2 separate regions of the Mus musculus genome follow, and region 1 is linked to region 2. A link is a contact called in public Micro-C data. All regions are on one chromosome and are shown on one strand. The core of a region is the stretch at or near the end of the contact, and the rest is flanking DNA. Distances in the headings are between cores, read along the strand shown. Region 1 overlaps Lrmda (leucine rich melanocyte differentiation associated). Region 2 overlaps Lrmda (leucine rich melanocyte differentiation associated).

Region 1 (6,213 bases), core at 486-2,985, 200 kb before region 2:
GGATTGTAAGAGATTTGGTCCCATATGACTCCGGAAAGGACACAGAATCCTGTGAGTGCTGTAGGCTTGTGAAATGGCATATAGGAAGTCAAGACATTGCAAACAGAAGGATTTGGAGTCCAGATGGCCACTGGAGGATGACAGCCATGGGAGTTTGCCCTTGGTTTAAAAGTTTTTGATTTCTTGATACCAGGCTAGAGTCATTGTGCTAGAAATAAGGCTTCTAGCAAAGGTAATGTAGATAATAACATCTTAACAGATAGGGCAGACAGCAGGAGTCAGACAGACTGCCAGTGGCCAAAAGTGGGACATATAAGGGGACCTTGTGGCAGCCATAGGATTCCTGTTTGGGGCTGTCAATGTTCTTACTCACCATGGCTCAGGCGTTAAAGGAAATGAGCTTTTCTATCTCTCTTTATCAGAGCATTTGTAATTTGGCCTTTGAGCCTGAAATGTACAACTCTGCCCTCAGTTAGGATAGTTGAAGTATCCCAGTCTTCAGTGATCCAAGCGACTGGCAGAAGAGGCAGAGAATGAAGGAAGGAGCCTGAGATGCATTCTGCAGCAAGTTCAAGAGGCTCGGAGGCTGAGTATGTTTGGGGCAGTCTTCTGTGTGGGAAGCTGTGGTCTGGTTCTGTTCCCCATCTCTGTTCCTTTCCACAGGATTCTCTCCTGCCACTCAGGCGTGCACTACAATCTGGCCTGTTAAATGGAAGACTGAGTAATTTAATGTTCTGAATCCTGTGGCTACTACAGGAACAAACATACAGTAAGCAGGCAAAGCTGAGATGAGAATTGTTCTTATTCTATCCTTTGGCCTGCAGTTGAGTTACATTCATTTAAAAGGGAATAGATGCCCAGCAACTTTTATTGCTCAGCAGTGAGCTCGTGGAAAGAAGTTACGGGATGCCAGTGCTTTTGCTCTAGATTGTTCTGCTGAAAGCTGAGCCTGCGAGTTACATTCCAAGTTCCAGATACTTCTAACTCAGTTTCCTCGTGTCTTCTACAAAACTTTACCCACTGCCCTGGGATTTTCCACATGTAGTGATTTTACAACTCCCCCACCTTTTTTTTTGGAACAAATAAACAAACATCTGGAATCATGCAGTACATTTAATTTAAAAAGTTTGCATTTGGCCAGAGATGGTAAAATCATGAAAAATGGCCTGTCGGTAAGCCCAAGAAGGCCAAAGGATGACGTCGTTGGCTGCAACTGGGTTGAAACTGGGGGAAGCAAACACCTGTTCTGTGCAGCTTGCTGTCCTCCAGTGTCCTTGTCTCAGCCATTAATATTTACGGCTCTGCTTTTCTCTTCATTCTATTGAATTTTCTCTTTGGCTAGGGCTGGTCAAGGAAGAAGGCTGTCAGTTTTCCAATAACCCTTGGATTTGTTGGGATGTGTGTGTTTTATAAAGGGTGTGGTATTAGGAGGTGGTGGCTTTTCATTTCCCTTCCTCAGAGTTCCACGTGATTCAGGTCACTGCTGGGGTCTGTTTCTGCTTCTGCCATCAGTGTGTGGTGCACAAGTTTCACAAGATGTAGTAACAGGTGGAACCTGGCCAGGGACACTCCAGAGATGCAGGAGCATGGCCATCAGCTTTGCTACCAAGAACCCTACAATCTAATTGGACACAGAAATTACCCTAGGAAGAAGAGACCACACTGGACAGAAGGGTGAGGAACAGAGTGTGGAAAGAAAAATTATGGCCAGTATGCTGTAAAAATCTTTGTTGACTTTGTTTGCAGTTCTAAAGTTGAGCAAGACTTGATTCTGTAACTTGGGTTACAAGTACCCAAGAGAGCTGAGTTAGAGGAAATTGTTTGTAAGGTCATAGAAGGACTGCAGAAAGCAGAAATAAGGACCCAGTAGTCATTGATCATTTCAAGTTGACTTTTTGTTTGTGACTCAGAAACTGAATAATAGAAAATTAGCTGACTGCTTCATGTAATGTTACTTCATGGCTCCTTTGGTAGTGGTAAGGATTAAAATGGAAGGAAGTGTATTATGACCACTGATTGAATTAATTTGTGCAGTGGTTCTCAACCTGTGAATCTTGACCCCCTTGGGGGGGGTCACATATCAGATATTCTTCTTATCAGATATTTACATTATGATTCATAACAATAGACAATAATCAAAGTTATGAAGTAGTAACAAAATAATTATATTATTTGGGAGGTGGTCACCAAAACACAAGGAGCTATATCAAAGGGTCTCAGCCTTAGGAAGGGTAGTAACCACTGCTTAGAAAAGCAACAGTAACAGCAATAATGTGGCTCCTATCTTTCCTGATTTCTGGAAAACCCACAGAGCACAGTTTCCCTTTAGAGCTTTAGTGTGGCTGACTCTATTTTTATTTTTATCCTGTGTTATGGGGGCCCAGTGCAGGAGCTTATTGCAAAATAATGGGTTTCTCTGGTGTTTATTTAATAGAATAGTTAAGATAGAAGGATTGCGAGGAAGCCTTTCGTGGGGACTGAGTAGAAAACACCTGTGGGTGCTTTGAGGGTGTGAAAGAGATGCCCTTCTGACCTTATTTCCAATAGTAACCACAGCAGAAGTAGGAAATGGGCCCTTTCTAGCAGGAGCTAGTTATGGTTGTTCTACTTTTCTGTCTATCTTTTCTTCTTCAAATGTGTCTAGGGTGGAGTAAAGTAGTTTTGTTTGCATGGCAAGAGAAGAACATCAAGTGATTTGACTTTGCCGAGTACACTTAGATATTTCTCTCAGCTGAGGATGTGCACCAGGGTGAGGCTATTCCAAAGATGGTACAGAAGACCTTCTTTTTAGAGAGAATACATAGGAAGTGGCCAGGGGCTAAAAGCAAGGGGAGGCTCTTTTAGGTTAGTCCTCAAGAAAGAAGGGATGTCCTTGAACTCAGACAGGATCTGCTGATGGAGACCCGGGAATTGCTATTCCCTGAAGCCTGGTCCTGAAGGATGTGTTCATTGCCTTTGAGGTAGCCTGAAGGAAGTAGAATGCAGCTTTCGCAGCTTTCAAATCCTGACAGGGTTTGATCAAGGATTCTCTCATGTCGAGGCTAGCTGTACTTTTTCATCAAATGAAAGCAGGGGTTTTCCCCTTGACCCCTCTGGACTTCTTCTGCAAACACAAAGAGATGTAAGACCATCCTGGAACAAGGCCCCAGTGTTGCCAGAGGAGTTCCTGGCCCTCAGTAATTTATTATTTTTGTGCATCTGTTTCCCTAAATACTCTCTGCAGAAGCATTAACATGAGAATAAAAGAGTATAAGAACTTGGAATTTTCCATTTGTGGCTTCCTTAGTCTAGTAGGTCAGAGTTCTGTCCCTGGGGATGGGATGCGAACTCTTTCTGCTATTGCAAGGCAAGGCTTTCTCAATTCTATGACAAAAGGGATGGGGAGCCAGGAAAATAATGCAATGCTAATTCCCCAATACAGACTACCCCAAGGTCCCTGTATAAATTGTTACACCCCCACTTCTATTCCCACCTTCCCCCCCGGGGGGGTATCCTGTATTGTTAGGAAGGACATCTGTGGGAGAGCAATAAAACATCTCCTCCTTGGTGGATTAGCTTTTTATTCCTTATTTATCTTTCTGTAGCTCATCAGTTCCCCCCACATCAAGTCAAGTCCAAGAGGATAAGACACAGTCCATTTTGGTTTTGATTAAGGCAACCATGCAATGATACTCTCCACAAATTTTGTTTTCTCAAGGGAAAGCTCTCCTTCTTATGTCTAATTTCTCACTGCCTTCATCTGCTCCTTTAGAATCTCTGTGGAACTTTTGCCTCCTGCAGTGCTGAAATCAAATAATCAATGTCTCTTGGAGAATGCTAGGCAGGATAGGGAAGGCTGACATAGACGGACCAATCAAAAGCCAAGCAGGACTTAGAAAACATATTCCATAGGCAGCCTTCTTCTTGCAGACCCCTAGAAGGTATTGATTTGCCTAGGAGATGTCCCAGTGAGCCTTTGGGGTGTGCAAGGCACTGTCTGAAGTATGGCATCCCATAATGCAGCACGGAGGCTTAGAACTACAGGTCACTGGGAAGCCGCTGAGGTGCCTCACAAGTGGAACCTTTCTTTCTCTTGTCGCCCTGCCTCCTTCTCCAAATCCCATTGCTCCCATGTCCAAGACAAGCCACGCAACTAGAATCCCTGTTTTCTAAGGCATGTCATAGATCAGAACCACCTTTCCCCAGAGTCAGTCATGAAGCCTAAAGTTAGGGTGCTAACCTTCCCTAACCCTTCTGAGTAAGAACATAAAGAAATTATCTGACTGACATTTCCACAGGGCATAGTACGTGGTTCTTACTTCAGAGACCCCTGCCCTACATCTAAGAGAGAAAAAAGCCTACAAGTTAAAAAGCCACACACCAATTTAAGAACAATTGCAAGCAAAGCTTTTTAGGTTTCCTTCTCTTTGGTCCATAGCCAGGCTATGCTCTTCTGGCTCAGTTACATTTCTATAGGGCTTTCTATTCATTACTGAAAATGTGCATAGAAAACTGAATGCTTTTTCTCTCTTTCTGTTGAAGACTTCCTTGTCACATTAAAACTTTTGGTAAATAAACTTGCGTGTATTCCACTTAGCTCTTCCTTCTTGCAAAAGGGTTTTGCCATGATGGTCACAGTGAGTGAGAAAATTTGCCCCACCATTCTGTCCCAGGACTCACTCGGTATGAGAGAGAATCAGAAATGTTGCTAAATGCCAAAGCACCAAACAATGCCGTAGAGACACTGAACAAGATGGCCATGGAAGCAGAGGATAATATGTGATCTAAGGTATATGTGATCTAAGCCTGGCTGAACAATCTCAAGGACCAGAGCTTATAAGACCTTTGTTCTTGGTGAAACTTAGGCACTTTATTTTTTATTTACTTATTTATCTATCTATTATTTTATTTTTATTCTTTGCTAATATATTAGAATCCAACTGCAGTTTCCCCTCCCCCCTCTGCCACTCCTCTCCCTTAGATTTTCATCCCAATCGAGGGATAACAAACTCCAATAAGAGCAGGCATGCACCATCCCATCAAGGCTAGATAAGGCAACCCAATAGAGGGAAAGGTTCTCCTATAAGGTATTTGTAGAAGCAGGACAAAGAACGTATGGGGTGATGTCACAGTGATTACAGTAGCTGCAGTATAAATACAGTGTTCTTAGTCCTGGTCCCTAGGACCCACATGAAAAACTGCATGCAGAGGTGCATGCCTCTAACCCCAGTGTTAGAGGGTGGGAATGGAAATGAGCAGATTCTGTGTCTTTCTGACAGCCAGTCTCACTGACTATTGAGATCTAGGTTGAGTGGGAGGTAGGAAATAGTAGAGAAAGATAGCCAACAGCAACTTACAGCTTCATATACACACACGCACACACACACACACACACACACACACACACACACATTCACATACACACACACTTTCAAAAAAGCACCAAGTCTAGAACGAATTCAAGAGGGAAAGCTAAGAAGTTATATAGCTCATCAGGAACTGTGTAGACTTCATGTCAACTCATGCCCTTTAGGACATTTCCAGATTGACCTTTAAGGAAAACCCAGATTTTTTTGGTTACATTCAAGAAGCCAAACCAGATTGTCTTAGTGTCACAGGATTCAGACGGATGAGGCAGGAGGACACAGAGTAGCCAGGCTCAGCTATTCAGGGTACTCTGTACCAAAAAACAAAACAATGAGAAGGGACCTTGGATGTGAATAAAAAAGAAAATAAAGGTCCTAGAATCTATGTCATAAGGAACAATTCAAGAAGCCAGACACACACACACACACACACACACACACAAAAAAAAACAACAACAACAAGGGTTCTTTAGAAAGTTAACTTATTAGCTATAGAAGCTATAAATACTCCTATAAAACAAAGTGTCAGTACTCATAAAGGAGAAATCATGGGATCTAAAAGGAAAAATGAGAACATCTACTAGTCATCGGATTCTGGGTCACTTGTCTCATTCACTGGTGAATCATGTAGAGAAAATATTAATATACACAAGACATCAATGTTAAATTATTTAAGTTGATTTGACTGAAGCAAATCAAACCGTGCATTATAATGGTAGGGCATACACTTATTCACACACATATATAAGTGTATATAATGTAATATTGCATATTAATGTAACATATTATATATTATATATTTATTATGTTATATAATGTATATAATATAATAATAAATATGTATATGATATATATGCATATATTTCCC
Region 2 (5,694 bases), core at 309-2,808:
CACCCAACTCTTTGGCATGTCAAATGTATGGGCTCCGAAGCACCCTTAGGCCATTGTGCTCAGTCCACAAATATCAACTTAGATATGGGGAGACGTCTCAGTGGGAAGCAAACCTGAGGAGTCATGTTCCATCTCTTAAGACAAGCATGCGTGATAAAGCCAGGCATATTGCTATGTACTTATCACCCCAGCCTAGAGAGTCCTGGAAACCCACTGTAGCTGAATGGGTAATCTGTAACCCCCCCCCAAAAGGCTGTCTTAAAAGATAGAATAAATTGAAAAAATGACAGATGAGGCTGCCTTCTGACTTCCATCACCAGTCTATACAAATTATTTGTTGAACACCTAAGATGTAGCTTGGGCTTGGTGGTGTGTGTGTGAATCTGCTGTCTGAACCCTTCTGAAGTCTGTGCAGAGGAAGGATGCTGTGTTTCTGAGTAGCATTCACTTCTCCCACCCCCACCCCCACCCCCATCTTACTTCCTGATTGTGTCATCCTCACTGGTAACCCTCAACTGCAGCCACTCTGGCAAATCTAGTGAGACTGTTGCTTTTATGGGTGAGAGAGAACTCAAAGTTTCCACTTAATCATGAGATAATAATCTAATTAATTAACTGGGCCCCACCTTTCCTTTGTGGCTGCTTTGTCACACGACTGTTACATTGAGAGAATGCCTAGAAAGAGGGCAGGAGCCCTGTCCTGCTTGCTAGGGCTTCTGCTGCACTCTGCGCTGTGTTACTTGGGGTGGAGGGAGAAGAACCAAGTAACTGGTTTTTGTCATCTTGGGTTGAATCCTCTCAATTATTTTCATTCCATGTGATTTTAGTTTAGAATGCCATTTCCTGGACTTTAAAACCAGGTTGGGCTTAATATCTGTGGAAGCTGCACATACCAATGTCTCTTAGAGTATGGGAGGTCACTCGGTTGCTGTTCTCAGTGTGAGTGATGACTCTGGACTAGATATTCTGAGAAGGGACGGAAGACACTCATTGGGTTTTAAGCAAGAAAAACCTGCCTTTAAAAAAGCAGCAGCCATGATTTCTGTGTATTGACCCAATGGTCACTTGAGTCAAAAAATAAAAATAACTTAAAATATGCTCCCAGAGAATGGTAACTCCACGCCAATGGATGTCACTTTTCTTTGGGGGAGTGCCCATGGTACAAGTGCTTTTTGTTTCCTTTTTCTAAGAGAGGATCTGTTTTTATTGGTTTGCATGCTTCTTTATATTTGTGCAGGTAGTATTTAAAAACAAAAAACAAATCCAAAACCAAAGCCCTGAGCTAAAACTAACCATGGCTGGTAAGGAAGACTAGTCCCCTGAAACGGAGGCAGAAGGAACCTAAATGTGTCATAGAGAGGGGGGCCTTTGGTAGCCTCAGTCCCAGATAGCCTTCAGCTCAGATTGGGTAAACATGACATATTGATCATTACAGAACGTGTAATTGGTGACCACAAGCACAGTGTGGCTTTAATGGCCTTCCCTGAATAGTTGCCCTTATTTATTTAAAGAAAGCCGTGGCTGTTTCCTAACTGCATGCTGCCCTCTAGTGGCTACGATTCTGACTTCAAAAGATGAAGTGGAAAGGATAAATACAGAGATATTGGGAGTGGTGGAGGGGGTGTGATTGTGTCTCTGTCTCTGTCTCCCTTCCTTCCTCCCTCTACTTTTCTTTCACCCCTCTACTTCTCTCTCCCTTTCCCTCTCTTTCCCCCTTCTTCCCCTCTGTACTTTCCTCACACACACCCTCTGGCCCCTGTCTCCTTTCTGAAAGATTTCTTCGTTCTCTTGAAACAGAAACATGAAGTCTTCCCACATGAGCACTGTCCATTTTGAATGACAGCCAGGGTGAGATCCATCCAGGAGCTGCTGGAAAGGCACCTGATGAACTACACTTGATTTGCATCCCATCTTAGCGTGCACCTTGGAATCTAGCCCTTCTCACATCCATTATGCCCCTCTTGCTGGCCCACTCTACAGCTCCTTTTGCCCTCCGTGAAGAAGCAGCAAAGGATGAGCCAGTGTCCTGTTGGTGGTGATCTTTGAAGTTCTCGGGAGGCCCTTGTGCCTGTGAAGAAGACTGAACAAATAAATAATACACCTGAAAAATAAGCTATAAAAGCAGAACTTAGCATTATGTGTCTGACTAAAGAGTTCAGGGAAGGACAAAGTAATGCTAACAGCTGGGCGTAAGTAAACTGCTCTTTCGGACATCAGGAAGAAGGGTGTTCTCTGCTCTCATTTTTTATTTGGGACAGAACAGAACTGACAATGCAAAGGCAAATAAGTAAACAAACAAAGCTTGGCCCAGCAAGATTTACAAACTTATTTCTGAAGAGGGAGGGGACTTGTTCAAGCAAGGAAAGTAGATTTGGTCTCTTATTTCTACCATATCTCATTCTGATCAAAATTCTGTGAGTGGAGGTGAGAGATAGATGCTGGCTCCGAGGGTCTTTCATAGAGGGCCTGCTCATATTGCAAACAAATTGGAAAGGACATGTGAGCAAAGGCCCAGTGGCTCTCCTAACTAGGATTCTTAGTGGATACATGTTCTGTGATGGTTCAGAAGGTCTGGAGTATCTTTCACCTGGCCATGATATCCGTGGGCTCAAGGAGAGACAGCAGGGATGGTGCCTGGGCGTCTGATCAATGGACAAGGATGTCTAAAACTTGCATACACAAAGGGAAAACTGGTCTTGCTATGTAGAAAAAGTGTGTGTTTGTGTGTGTGTGTGTGTGTGTGTCCTCCTGTCCTCCCTTTCCTAACTCCTTTTCCTCCTAAGATGACAAGCCTCATTTCAACTGCCCTGGGAGCCCAGAGCATATTTCCTACAGACTCTGCTTTATGACATGTCAACCTGTCTGCTCACTCTCACCCTGAGTTGTCCAGCCTCCCTGGTCTGGAGGCAAGGATGCTTGCCCGTCACAGTCACCTCACTACAGTTAGAGCCTTTCCCCCTGGTGTTGTGCTTCCTTCAGATACAGGGTGAGGCCTGACATGGCCCAGCATCCGGCTGAGCAGGCTTCACAATCTAGACTCTCAAGGGATAGTTATGAACCACCCTTCAGGCCATCTCAGTGTTTGAGCACTGAGGCCAAGCACACATTTCTCTAAGTTTAATCTGAGAGGCTCTTTGTCTGCATCCTAACCTTTGAATTAATGGCCATATTGTGAGATCTGACTCTGTGTTCACTGTGTTTACAGAAAGCATCCTGTCATAACCCCATAACTTGAATCTTGTTTTACATCTAGAATGTCCACATTGGGCTCCAGGTGCTAAGAAACAAATAAAAGCTGTCCTTTAATTTATGATAAGCATTGCCAGTAGAAATAATCAGCCCGAGGAAGAACTGGCATCAATGGAACCTTGAATCTAATATGATTTGTCATAGATAAAAACACTGACCCGCGATTTACATCCCAAGATCTCGAATTCATAGGGTGGGATTAACCTTGGTAGAAATAATGAAAAAAATAAAATGAAATCAGCCAGAGATAAACATGGTAAAATGTGACCAAACTTTCCCAGACAGCTCAACCTCTCCTGCTGTAATTCAACAACACACAAATTTACTCTGGGAAATGGGGCTCTTACCACTAAATGATGGCAGAAAAGATAAGACGTCACTGGACTATATTCATAGTTTGCAAAAGCCGGTAGAGGAATATTACATGGGAATGAAGTCATACTCTTCTGAAAGTAGAAAGGAGAATATTAAGAACAGAAAATATTTGACTTGGTATTTAAGAAGCAAGTAAGGAGTTAAACTGTCAAAACAGAACTGTGCATAACTGGCACCTTCTCAAAGGAAAATTACCAGGCAAGTTTACACATGTTAGCACATGTAAGCCAGAAGCCAAAAATATCCTGCAGGCGAAGATGGCAGCATTCAGTGACCACCCCAACACAGTGGCAGAGTCTAGAATAAGCATCCCCTGGTGCTTCTCATTTGTATAATACTGGATGGCGTGTGTGGAGGTGGGTAGCCAAAAGCAAGGACAATGTCCAGTGCATCCTCCCCAGACATGGGAAGGAGAGCCAGCAAGTGTCCTTGCAGCCGTGGTACCCACACATCTTCAACTGAAAATGCTGACTACAAACCCAGATATCTGCCTCAAGTCTTAGCCTACTAGTTTGGGAAGGAGGGAAGGGTCACCCATTCCTTTTTGTCTGTCCCCTGGATCAAGTAGAAAGCTTGTTTGAATTCTAAGCTGGGATTCAGAGGCCAGTGGAAGACAGTATGTCTAGGCATGAAGGAAAGGCATGAACTTTCTTCTAGAAAAAAACTGCTACCAAGGATCCTTTCCCCTAGTTTTTTTTTTTTTTTAATCTCTCTTCCTGTCACTTTGCCTTGCTTATACTGAACTGTGTGCAGGTCCTATATGCCTGTCAGCCCTGCTAACTACCTCTTAGATCCTCAGGGGAGCCAGTAACATGTCATGTGGCTGAGGTCGAGGTAAACTGTAAGGTCAACTGTAAACTGCAGGCGTTTCTTCCTTTCCTAGGTACCATTTGACTCTTATGCAACAAAAGCCCAGGCCCATGGGGAATGGGAGCGTTCCTTCTGGTCCATGCCGTTTACATCTCTGAGAGTCAGAGAGCATTCACTTTCCTTTTGCTGTAGTCTTGAGGGGAAGGTATTGAGAATGAAAATGCCATCGGCATTGAAGAACAGAAACCCTAGCCCTTCCCACCCTGCCTCTCCTTTATTAAGGCAGAGATTTAAGCTGCCTACTTTTTTTAATGTTTGAAATGTAAGAAGGTCATATCAGAGGTTTAAGATAAAAGGGTACAGGGCTGGTGAGATGGCTCAGTGGGTAAGAGTACCCGACTGCTCTTGCAAAGGTACGGAGTTCAAATCCCAGCAACCACATGGTGGCTCACAACCATCTGTAACAAGATCTGATGCCCTCTTCTAGTGTGTCTGAAGACAGCTACAGTGTACTTACATATAATAAATAAATAAATCTTTAAAAAAAAAAGATAAAAGGGTACAGAACCAAAATTTCCAAATTTGAAAGGATCTGTTTAAAATGTTTATGCAGAGGTATATGTTCATGTATGTGTATGAATATGTATGTGTAAATTCTTAAATGTATTTAGCAGATTGCCATTGCCTAACCTCATCTGTACCACACCCTGTTAGGACTGGGTATTGGAAGTGGAGGAGGAAGGATATAGATTTACATAGTATCCCATGGTTATCTTGTTCTAGAAACTTCCACATTGGCCCAGAGGGACTCTACTGCTACATTTTCTTTCTCAGTTACTGGGCTTCTCTTCCTCTTCAGGACATGCCATCATTTTCTGCTAAGGCCGAATGACTCTGCCTCCAACTTTTCTTTTGAGAGATTAGAGATCTCGGTTCTGCCATCTTTGCCACTGTTTAGTAAGCTTCATGTGGTCAGATAGATCATTGTTAGATCATAGCCTCCTTGTCAGCATGGCATTAAACTCATGTTCATGACAAGAACATTTAACATGGTGATTACCACAAGTATCAAGAAGGTTAAGACTTAATTTTTCCATTTTACAAATTAGTGGTTTGATCTGCATCAGAAGCACACTCAGACGCGCTGATGGGGTAGTTAGGCTCTCTAGATGCGGAATTATGTCAAAGCTAGTGAGATGCAGGACTGTTGGTGGTCAGCACTCCCAGCCAGGAGTATGAACTCTGAGCTGCTGACACATC

The links. Hi-C and Micro-C count contacts between places; a contact is called where the count stands out from the background.
Region 1: a contact with region 2 is called in a Micro-C map of brown adipocytes, with 7 times the contacts expected there. The contact joins two enhancer-like sites. A contact is called at or near these places in 5 of 484 Hi-C or Micro-C datasets (beige adipocytes, brown adipocytes, embryonic stem cells and 2 more).

The regions. Positions count from the first base shown.
Region 1 is chr14:22,845,991-22,852,203 of GRCm38.p6, forward strand. All of the region lies in intron 6 of Lrmda (leucine rich melanocyte differentiation associated), which reads left to right. Among named protein-coding and RNA genes, the nearest start is that of Gm30926, 48 kb to the left of the region's middle. Within about 2 kb of position 1,736, at least 25 of the 459 cell types and tissues checked have an H3K27ac peak or open chromatin away from gene starts, as enhancers often do. A contact at or near this core is called in brown adipocytes, where this site is marked.
Region 2 is chr14:23,045,038-23,050,731 of GRCm38.p6, forward strand. The region is part of intron 6 of Lrmda (leucine rich melanocyte differentiation associated); the gene reads left to right. All of the region lies in intron 2 of Gm10248 (predicted gene 10248), which reads right to left. Among named protein-coding and RNA genes, the nearest start is that of Gm10248, 47 kb to the right of the region's middle. Within about 2 kb of position 1,559, at least 19 of the 459 cell types and tissues checked have an H3K27ac peak or open chromatin away from gene starts, as enhancers often do. A contact at or near this core is called in brown adipocytes, where this site is marked.